3 separate regions of the Zea mays genome follow, and all the other regions are linked to region 2. The links are chromatin contacts, called in public Hi-C maps. All regions are on one chromosome and are shown on one strand. Each heading gives the region's core, a stretch centred on a gene start, on an enhancer-like site or on the middle of the called end of the contact. The rest is flanking DNA. Distances are from core to core; before and after follow the strand shown. Region 1 holds the start of LOC103638902 (protein transport protein sec31). Region 2 holds the start of LOC100502456 (nonsense-mediated mRNA decay NMD3 family protein). Region 3 holds the start of LOC103638903 (RING/FYVE/PHD zinc finger superfamily protein).

Region 1 (3,662 bases), core at 913-3,412, 130 kb after region 2:
CCACCAGCCCTCCGTCGGAGGGGACGTCCAGCGCGTCGTCTGATGACTCCGGCAGCCCGATCAACCACGGTGCGATGCCGTTCAGCCACTCCAGTCAGCACCAGCACCCTCACCAGCACCAGCAGCACATGCCGCCTGCCTACGCGTCCGGGGGCTGGTCCCTCTCGGTGCACCAGCAGAACAGGCATGATTCTGACATGAAGATGATGTCGAACTAACAGGCGCCCCATTCGTTGGTGTTTGGGCTGGAGAGGAAGGAAAGGAACCTGCTGATGGTTAGGTTGGTACTGCTGCTATGAAACGGTCCTCTTGCGCGTCGTCTGTGCTCTGGTCAGTGACGACGTGTCGATCTGCTACTTAAGCTAAGCTAGCTAGGAGAGTTAGGGTTCATGGTCTCACCCCCCGCTGTTGTGCCCCTGAGTAAGATTAATTTAATTTGAATTAGTCGCTCTCATAATGCTGCGAGTTGTGATGGTTTCCTGATCAGATCTTCACCTTCTAGGCTAGTTAAAATATCATTTCTCTAGTACTATGGATCATGGATTTACTTGGATACTTGGGTTTAATTCAGGAATTTGATCGTATTCTGTGTTGTTTTGCTCTCTTTTGTTCCGCTGCTGATCGTTCGTGCATTCTAGCTGGTACTAGTATCTAAGTGGTGAGAGGTGACTGCTATGTCTCAACGAGGATTTGTTTGACCTGCAAAGTTTGCCTGAGGCTCTGTTTGGTTTATTTAGTCCAGAAGTCTGGTGTTTGGTTTCTTTAGTCCAAAAGTCTGGTTAGGAGACTAAAGTTTAGTCTCTACCTTGTTTAGTTCTAGAGACTAAAACTATTTAAAACACATTAAAGGGATCATAAGAGGACTAAAATACCTTTTAGCATTCTCCGTGTAACTGAAATGAAGGATGGGCAAAAGGTGAAATTTATATGGTTTAGTCCATTTTATTCACCCCAGAGACTGAAACATTTTAGTTTTAACTTTAGTCCTACCGTTTGGCAATTTAGTGACTAAATGAGACTAAAATAAAGGGACTAATCTTTAGTTCCTTTTAACCAAACGGGGTCTAAAGTGGGCATCAGATAGCACTTGAGCTGAAGGAGATTGCTCCACTGGCAGCTCGCATCATCTTCCTTTTGGAGGATGCAGACTAGAGCTACAGATATGGTCAAGAGAAATTTACGACGTGTTTGGTTTGCTCTTTAGTTTGTAGAATGATGTTTTATTCCTCGTAGACTAATAATTAGTAATAATTCTTTTTTGAGAATGCCACCACGTAGAACCAGAGCACTGCTTTAGAGCAGCGTCCCATGGGACCATCTACAAATGCAGCTCGATGGAGTAGTGTTCGATCCATCGGACCATCTACAAGTCCAGCTCGCTCTACTGTTGTAATAGTGAGAGTGTTGACATTCAGCTTCGTAGCTTTGGCAAATTAGGCCGAGGGTCTGAAGCGGCGGCCCAACCGGTCATCTGGGCTGCAGCCTATGGTACCCAGCATAGTCCTGAGCATTCTCCTTGAGGGCCTTTTGGCAACAATATTGTAATTTTATAACTGTCATAACAATAATTAATCTTTTCTAACAACATATTAATATATAATTATTGTATACTAAATGATTTTAATTTTGGGTGCGTGGTCGATATGGAAACATAGGAATAGGTGTGTGTTTGATGGTTGTAGCCCAAGTGTTGAGATCACCCTCTCGACAGCAAGGGAGGAGATGATGTGCTGGCATTTGCTGGCGCTAAAGCTCTCTTTTTTCTTATCTAGAGGAGTTGTCTTAGGAGTGGTGTGAAAGTCTGTATACGGTGGTGTGTGTCGGTTAAGTGTGTTGCTCGTGTTTTGGAGTTTCACCTCATTTTCTTCTTAATAATAAAAACAGGCAGATCTACTGCGTATTAAAAAATAATTTTAATTTATTTGAAAGTGGAATATATATAAAATTATAATACGAAACAAACGGAGCCGTATTATATAATGTGCTGTTTGCACGGTACCCAAGAAAATGCAGCACCTACCTGATGCTGGGATTTTATTTCACAGCGCACATAATCCGATGCTAAAAATGATCTATATTTGGATGCATAACGTATTTTCAAAATCTGATACTCATTATCTGCCATGAACTAAACAAGGCAAACAAAATAACTCATACAGGCAACCAGCACCTAAATGCCGTGCCGCGTCCTACCCGGGCCGCTGCCTCCACCAAAAAGCGTAACCGCACAAATTCCACCGATCCCCCTCGCCCCGGTCAAATCCTCTAGCCTCCCTGTGCCCGGCGGCGAGCCCCATGGATCCTTCCGTCGCCCGGCGGCAGGAGGCGGAGCGGTTTATGAACATCGCCGAGAAGCTCCTGATGGCGCGGGACCTCGAGGGCTGCAAGCAGTTCGTCGCCCAAGCCCTTTCCTTCGACCCCCGCACCCCGGGCGCCGACGACCTCCTCGCCGCCGCCGATGCCCTCCTCGCGGCCCAGCGTCGGCGCCTCCCGTCCGGGCCCCTCGACCCCTACGCCGTCCTTGGCCTCGACTCCGCCGTCCCGGCCTCCCGCGACCCCGACGTCGTGCATTCCCATTACCGCCGCCTCTCCCTCTTGCTCAACCGCTCCCACCCCGACCGTCCCTGCTCCCTCGCCTTCGCCGAAGCCGCCCGCCTCGTCGCCGACGCTTGGGCCTTCCTGTCAGATCCCCTCCGCAAAGCCTCCCTCGACTCCGACCTCGACGCCGCCGCCGCTGCAACTAACGCAGCGGCAGCCGCCGCCGCCGCCGCCGCCGCTCGTGTACCCATCGATCCCCATCCAGAGAAGCAGAATCAGCTGCAGTCACAGCCTCCTCCGCCGCCGCCACTTGCTCCGCAGCCAATGCAGACTGTGTCAGGCACGCCGCCACCAAAGCGCGGGCGGCCGCCGCGGGCTGCCAAAACGCCGGCGACGCCGCCTGCTCCGCAGACCGTTTCGGGCACGTCGCCAACAAAGCGCGGCCGGCCGCCGCGGGCTGCCAAACAATCGCCTGAGGTTGAACGGAACCAGGAGGGGGAAGCTCAACAGGCGCCAGTCTTCTGGACAGCTTGTCCCTCCTGCTGCCATTTACACCAGTACGACCACTCCTACGAGTCGCAAACGCTGCTTTGCCCTAGCTGCCGCCGGCCGTTTGTTGCCACTGCAATGTCCACGCAGCCGCCCATCGTGCCAGGCACAGACATGTATTACTGCTCCTGGGGGTTCTTCCCAATGGGTTTCCCTGGTGGTCCTGCATTCGCTGAACCACTCAATTCCCCGCAGCAGCAGGCACCTGCTGCTCTAGGATTTTATCCAATGGGGCCATACTTGCCATTACCAAGCCTAAGTGGCATTGTGGAAGGGGAAGGCAATAAGGCAGTTGATGCTGGCACTGGCATTCCTGTCATCCCAACAGTGGCAGCACCAGCATCAGCATCATCGCCAGCGCCGACAGCGGCAACACCAGTGGAGTTCTTACATGTGAAGGTTGGGGCAAAGAAGCGAGGGCGGCCCAAAGGCAGCAAGAACAAAAAAGCTGTGGTTGAGGTAAATTAGGGCTATGGAATGACACATGTGAAGGTTGGGGCAAAGAAGCGAGGATGCCCTGACTGCCTGAAGGCAGCAAGAACAAGAAAGTGGTGATTGAGATCGATTAGGGCTAT
Region 2 (3,528 bases), core at 877-3,376:
CTAACCACTATTTTTTCTATTCTCATAAACTAAAGTAGGGTGAGGTGAGTACTGCACGTCCAATATTATGACAATCTAACTAACTTGTTTATTAAGTCCTTAACAAGAACCACATTTAGAAAAAATATATATGCATTTTTATATAAAAGCTTTTTATATAAAAATTAATGAAAAGTTGGGAATACAGGGAAAGAGTTGGAAAAAAAAGATGATTCGAACAAACAGCAGAATTCAAAACTTAAGCACTACAACCAAAATTCTAACTTGTAGCAGTAACAAACAAAGATAACATATATGATAACTGACAGGCTCATCACCAGAAGGGGCAGGTAGGCCAACCCATCCCAGTCAGCAATTCGGAAACAAATAGTAGACGGTATTGCTCATTCCACCATTCCAGTATGAGTGTTCCCTTCCACAGTTTCTTTCCCTTCATCCTCCTCATCGTCACCAAGGGTCAAGTCCTCAATCAGCTCCTCAATTGGCACCGTAGGGATATCATCACCAACTGTTGATGCCATCTCAGACCTATAGTCCTCATTTTTGTACAGATTCATCTTGGACCACATCCCTGAGTCCACCTCCAAATCCCTGAGGAAAGCCTCGTACTCATCTAGCCTCTTCTCTTCCTCGCCCTTGGCCTTATTTGCAGCATCTTCCTCCACCGGCAACCTCTTAAGCTTCCATCGCCGTGTGCGAGGCCTCTTCTCATAGCTCTTCTTGACAAGAACCACCTCAGGTAAGCTGTACCGGGTCATAGCCATGTCCATGTCATCATCATTCAGGTTGGCACCATACAGATCATACCCAAGGGCGTGATCGCCAGGATTCAGCAGATGCCCAAGATGCGTCCTCACAGTAAAGATGGCGTCATTCTTCCCGAAATCTGACATCCGGGCAACCTGCGCATAAGCCAACTGGTACCGAGACCCATCGATGCAAATTTCAGGCGATTCTGGTTCAATGTCAAGCACAATGTACTCCACGAGCTGCTTGCTGGTGAGAGCTGCTTTGAAATTATAAACCCTGTATTTTTTCTCCTCCAGGTGGTGCACTCGCAGCGTGAGGGGGTCAAGAAGAGCAATGGCATTTGTGACCTTGACACAGAGCACGAGCGGGCCAAGGCCACCCATGTCCCGGGACGCCTGGGGGCTGAGCGCGATGAGGTCCTCGCGGCAGATGGGGCAGATTTCGACTGAAAAGGTGTACTTGTAATTGTAGACGCTGCTCTTGGTGTCGTGCGAGACGAGCTGCTTCGCTGTCTGAGTTTGGATAGGAGCGACGGTGGCGACGAAGTCGACCAGGCGGGCGGCATGGGAGCGCGAGCCGAAGAAGAAGTCGAGGCCTTCGGGGGCGGCCGCGACTCGGATCGCGAGGGAAGCCTGGCCGTGCTTGAGGAGGAGCTGCTCGAGGTAGAGGAAAGTGCGGCGGTGGGGCACGTGCTGGCGCAGCTGGACGACGGCAACCCACTGGTCGGGGTTGGCCTGCGCGCGGGAGCAGGAGTCGCACAACCGGTCGTGGACGACGAACTCCACTGGGTGCGTCTGCTCGAGGACGATGCCGTGGAGCACCTCGCGGCGGAGGCGGAGCTTGAGGCGGAGGCGCTTGGAGTGGGGCTCGGAGAAGACGAACTCGGCGCCGGAGAGGGAGACGCGGAGCCGCGCGAGCGGGCGGTTGATTCGGCGGAGCAGGATCTGCATGAGCTCGGGCGACTCGGGTGCGGCGCGGAGCCAGGACCGCGGCGGCTGGAGGTAGGAGGAGCAGTCGGGGCAGTAAACCACGGCGGCGTGGCGCGGGACGCCCTCGGTGATGTCGACGCGCGCGCGCAGGCAGCGCGCGCACATGTTGGCCGGGTTGGGCTGCATGGACACGCCGCACATGCAGCAGAGCACCGTGCCAGCCGTCGCCGCCGGCACGAACATGCCGGTGCCGCCGGCCGCCGGGGCCGATCCGGGCTGCATCCTGATTACAACTGAATCGACAAGGGGATCGGGATGGAGACGCAGGAACTACCTAGCGACGAGGGATTATAGGAATTGGTGGAGAATTGTCCTAGGGTTTTGTAATCGCAGGGGAAGGAGGAAGGCGGCGGCGACGCGAGAGCGGTGGTGACGAATACGATGACGGAGTCCACGGTCACGTGGGCTTCTCGATTAAGGGCTGCGATGCCTCCTGAATCCTGATGCTATGGGCTTTTAGACTACGTGAATTCATGGGCCGTGAAGTCTGTACTGCCTCTTCCTTCCTTCTCGACTCCCGTGACCCGTCGCCATAGCGGTAGAAAAGGAATGGAACGGAGCCGCGAACAAATAAACCAATTGTCTACAGATTTGCAGAATTCGATTCTTCAAAAAGTTTTTGCCTTCCTTAAACAAAAGTGTTTTCCTACCTTTTTAAAGCTAGTTTGAGAACCTCATTTACTCAAAAGAAATTAGTTCATTTCGCCATGTAAAAATGAAGTTACCAAACTATCTCTTAACAAAAAGAGTTTTTTCCTCGGGCAAAATAGAACATGAAGGCGCTGCAACCTGCATGCATCGCGCTAGTTCAATTCTTGCAATGTTCTGATACCACCAGAATTATCATAGTAAACAAACTAAAGATGCATTGATCAATCTTAAAGCAAACGCTTATTTATCTACAGGAGCATAGTTGATACGTAGAATTGTGAGGAAGATCATCATGTCCTACCTTAGGTAGTCTTACAACGCCGACTGAGAAGCGAAAACAACTAACTCACGATGCTACTGCGACTTGAGTGAATATTCATTCACAAGCAATTGACAAGATGACAATCCAAGAACAGAAGAAGCTACATGCCCGAATATCATATGGGTGCATGGTAGGTTTTCGAACCTGGACTGGAAACCGGCTTTCATTTTAATCCCTCTTTCAAGCCCCATTTAGAATGCAGCAATTTACAACTTTGCAAAGCATCCTACCCAAAACAACCAAAGCAAATGAGTTCTGAGCATTATTTTTTTAGTTCATATAGAGAATATGAAAGCAGAACAGGTACATGAAATGTGTGTAAGCTTTACTCTACCCTCTAAAACTCTCAGAGAACTTCTCTGCGCATGTGGTCCAGTGTCCCACCAGATCGGTCCGGTGCGTGAGACAACAACAAAGTTATCATTTTCCTTCACTTCTTCTTCCATTTGATTTGACCTTTCTTGAGCACCTTTCTATTAGTTAGATAAACATGGTTAGAGTATAATCCAATGAACTAAGTCATATAGACTCACCTCTATGTCATCTTCTCCATCGTTTACCTATTTCACCTCAAACAAATACCAAAAATGGCACTTCCACTATAGATCAAGTTAGAGTGCAAATCAAAGTGCCAATAACAAAGTAAAAATGTGTATGGAACATATTCAAATACACAAACCTCTCATATTTAACCTTTTCCATCATGATGTCCTTTTTTTACCTATTTGAGCTCAGTGTTGGACTCCAAAACTTCAAGTCACATAACTTGATCACTCTAGCTATATCTTGAGTTCCAAAACCTTCCAACGGTCAACA
Region 3 (3,916 bases), core at 448-2,947, 240 kb after region 2:
ATGCGTTATAGTATCACAAAGATTACCTTCCCCAACCAACGAGCATTTAGGTTGAGCCACTGGTGGAAAATCATTACAATTAGAATGTGTCCATGATTTAGGGTTATGTATGTACCTCAAGGAAGTCGATCTTGGTTAGTTATTCAGAGAGTTAGCTTAGGTATTTGTATTATTGTTGCTCAATGCCAAAATTGGTACGATTTTGTCCATTGTAGGCCAACACTTGTTTAAAAGAGGTAGTTTTAGCATGAAAATAAATGAATTAATGTTTCCAGATGGTGGCGCCAAGCCATTTTTTTCTAAGACGAACAAGGTTGGGTCCATGCCAGATTTTCTTAGGTCTACCAAGATATCTCCACAAAAGTTCTATGTTTTTAAAAAATGTTTTTATTATTATATGACATACAGATAGAATCTGGGATCCAAATTAAACTATCAGCCAAACCGTTTTACAAAGTGGTTCTAATTCATTACCAGAAATATTTCTTGAAAGAATCTATATCCAAAACATTTCTACGTGATTCTGGATCTTTATCGATAACACGCTCAGTACAGATCGATCCAAATTATCTCATAGATGTTTCAAATCCAAATTCTCGTTAGAGATGTCTATTGGAGGAAACAAATTTTCTTAGCTAAAATTGGTGCCATTTGGCTATGATCAATCCAAATCTCCTAGAAATAAACTGTAATAATTGTAAAGCACCTATTTAGGTGATTGTTCTTTCTTAGTTCAAAACATAAAAAACGTCTATGGACGTTCGACAAAGAACTACTTAAAAGAAAACAACGCTTTGGCCGATTTTTTTCAACCAAATGCCCCCTAGCTGTTGTGCTATTGATTCTTGGAAGCACATGGAAGTTATCTATTATTACTCACTAGGGTTGAAAAATAAGCTCGAGTCCTGCGAGTCAGCTCAAACTGGAAGTTGCTTGTGAGTTTCGAGCGGGCCAAGCTAAGCTAATTTTCTAATTCGTGCGTCGCTTTATATTGTGTCAGTCCAAGGGTAGTCGCTGTGTCACCCGTTATGCCTAAATTTGAGGCACACCACGACCCGACCATTTCGGCAGTGCCAACTTGGTCTATTTTTTCGTGTCAGGTCGTGCTTTAAACTCATAATTTAGGTCCGTGTCTATGCAACCCCAAATGATCTGGTCCAAACTTTTAAGTCTAGTTGCAAGAAAACAAAATCAACAAAAAACATTTTTTATTAGGTTAATATCTATAAACTACAATAAAAAGGTTCTTTTTCTTTGGTGGGACGAGGGCTATAAAGAGTTGCCAAACAAAACGACGCCGGTCACAAGAGATGTATTTATTTATTAGTCCCAAATAGGAAAATATTTATAGTTGCAACACATAAATCGATGCCAAAGCATGAAATCAGGAATAAAACTAATATTTTTTGTTACACGCATACTATTCCGGTCTTATTGTTACAGGTGCGAGTTAAATACATTAAAAAATTCTTACAGATGAATTAGTATACATGCTTGTATAATATACAGATGCATTAGTATACATGTTTGTATAATATCTCCAAGCATGACCAGTATACCAGCTGTCCACAATGACCAGTATAGCAGCCGGAGAACCAAAGACTGACCTGTGGCTACGGCCCCTCACTCAGGAAAACAAGTGGGCCCAAGAAGTCAGCGAGTAATAGGGTCGCGAGCTACCGTTCCATTCCGTTCCCATCTCGCCCGTCTCCCGTCGCGTCACCGTCACGTCCCCCGAGTCCAAATTTCTAAAGCACTCCCAGTACTGGTCTCTCTCCTCGCCTCTCCTCTTGTCGTCCTCTGCTCCTCCGCGGCGTTGCTGCTTCCTCGCCACGCCATACCTGCGCGAACCCCTCCCAATCCGATCCCCTCTCGTCTTCGTTTCCTTCCCCTCGCCGGACTCCGTCTTTCGCCCTAGTATGGAAGAGAGCTGAGGCTGTTCGGTGCCCACGTCGGGAGTTAGGGCCGGAGGTGTGGCCGATCGGCGGGGACGGAGTGAGTGTAATGAGCGGGCCACAGGAGCGTAACATGAGGGATCTGTACAATCGCACTCGCCACAAAGATTTTCCGGCTCTAGAGGTGCGTCGAGCCGCATCCACCACGGTGCTGTGGCGTACGCGTTGTTGTTGGGGCCTTGTGGTAGTTGTTAGTTTCCCCAATAGGATGAGATGTGCTGTGTTAGGAGTTCGTGGATTCGAAGGTTTGCAAACGACGCATGCTGGCGTACTTATGATTCAGGTTTCCTTATGCTTTCTGAGGATACACGATTTTACCAGGAGACGAATCGAAATTCATCGAATATATACACCAGTTTCGGTTTGATTTGAGTTTCTCTTTTGAGTATATCAATTCCGCTGAATCGAATTTCGGTCTTCAACTGATTTTTAATGTATTACAGCCGATGCTGCAGTTCGGTTTGGTGATTGATGCGTATTGTTTCTGCTGTGTAGGAATCAGCCGAAGGGCGCAGCGGAGGACGCCCGTCGGGATCGGAGCAACGGGAACTCGCCTCTAAGATGGAGGTGAGCATTGGAGGCATGAGTATTTCCCTGCATATGCATGGGAATATTTTGGTCCTTGATTTTCGTTAGAATATACTTGCTGCCCTTTGATCATCTGATGCTCAGAAGTGATTTCCTTTTAGATTGTTCCTCTTCACTTGTATGCTTGTATACTCAGACGCCTCCAGTTTAGTGGCGGCGAGTGTGATTCCGATGCTGTAGGAAAAGAATATATCACCACCATTTCTGCATCTCCTTTTTTTGTATTAGCTATTGTTACTTTGCAAGTGGAAGCTTCTTTAATGATCATTCATTACATTTTTCTTTGTTATGGTATTATGACACATTGATGTTTTTCAAGTAAACCTAACACGTTCTAAATTGTTCACAAGACATTCTTGTTGTCATGTGTAGATTTTTGGTTGAACAGTCCACCATTGTCTAAATCTGAAGTCATTATTGTCTATCTTGATATATCTTATTTAATATAGCTTATATAGTTTTAGGACAGCACACCAATTAGAAGGAAGTGCCCTGTAATGGTCAAACCCTAGAGACACTTATTGGTAACATTTGTGTTTTGTTGGTTTAAGTGACGATCTATCATATATGCAGTTAAACCATGCTCTCTTCCTGTTGTATCCATATCTTGAGTTCTTGACAGGCATGTAATGTTAGCTAAGAGTGCTACTTGTGCGGTTGTACCTTTTGGCCTTCATACTTATTTTTGCTGTGCATAAGTAATGATTTTAAGACTGATATATTGTTTTATATTTGTAGGACAAGGCTGTGGTAAGGAAAAGATTGGTATCAAGCAATAACACTCATGCCAAAGTAGAATCTGGCACCTGTAATGTCTGTTATGCCCCTTGCTCCTCTTGTTTACACCCACATATTCGGGTTGTGGATTCGAATGTTGAATGTGCATCCTCTCAGACATGCTCCACAAGGTCAGAAGTAAAAAACAATTCACTCGTTCGTAATGAGAAAGGGCTTTGTAGTAAAGGAGAAAACGATGATGAGTTTAGTGCAACCTCAGGTCATGTTTCCGACTCTGTGGTTGCAAGAGCATCCATTGCAGACGATTCATCAGAGGTTAACATGCCATCAAAACGCAGGAGGCTGTTAAATGAAAACACAAGACTACCTAGAGCAGAATACCTTGAAGACAGCAACTCATGTGTTACTGGTATATCAGCAGAAGGCAAACTTCATGTGGATAAGAAAAAATTATCAACTTCTGCATCCAGTCGAGATTTGACTGCTAAAGATTATAAAGTCAACAGCATGGCTAACCACAGCAAACTAAGAAACCAATGTATTGATGAATCAAAGAAAGGATCTGATGGTCGTGACATGCATCCTAGCTCATCTGGTAGATTTTCCCCTGTAGATTCTTCTGTTATGACAAAAAA

Evidence for each region. Hi-C and Micro-C count contacts between places; a contact is called where the count stands out from the background.
Region 1: a Hi-C map of ear shows a contact between it and region 2, with 10 times the contacts expected there. The contact joins the promoter of LOC103638902 here to the promoter of LOC100502456 in region 2. A contact is called at or near these places in 16 of 25 Hi-C or Micro-C datasets (bundle sheath, ear, endosperm and 5 more) and 2 of 3 datasets of contacts at active chromatin or transcription factors (leaf and seedling).
Region 3: a Hi-C map of leaf shows a contact between it and region 2, with 2.3 times the contacts expected there. The contact joins the promoter of LOC103638903 here to the promoter of LOC100502456 in region 2. A contact is called at or near these places in 3 of 25 Hi-C or Micro-C datasets (bundle sheath and leaf).

What each region holds. Positions count from the first base shown.
Region 1 is chr9:118,241,219-118,244,880 of Zm-B73-REFERENCE-NAM-5.0, forward strand. It overlaps LOC103638902 (protein transport protein sec31), which reads left to right and starts at 2,163. Exons shown (of 5, transcript XM_035962635.1): 1 at 2,163-3,662. The coding sequence starts at 2,296. The coding sequence ends at 3,555. LOC100192715 reads left to right here. Exons shown (of 5, transcript NM_001358085.1): 5 at 1-582. The coding sequence ends at 218.
Region 2 is chr9:118,113,080-118,116,607 of Zm-B73-REFERENCE-NAM-5.0, forward strand. It overlaps LOC100502456 (nonsense-mediated mRNA decay NMD3 family protein), which reads right to left and starts at 2,127. Exons shown (of 1, transcript NM_001196934.2): 1 at 217-2,127. The coding sequence starts at 1,961. The coding sequence ends at 384.
Region 3 is chr9:118,354,789-118,358,704 of Zm-B73-REFERENCE-NAM-5.0, forward strand. LOC103638903 (RING/FYVE/PHD zinc finger superfamily protein) reads left to right here and starts at 1,698. Exons shown (of 11, transcript XM_008661696.3): 1 at 1,698-2,079; 2 at 2,451-2,522; 3 at 3,282-3,916. The coding sequence starts at 2,005.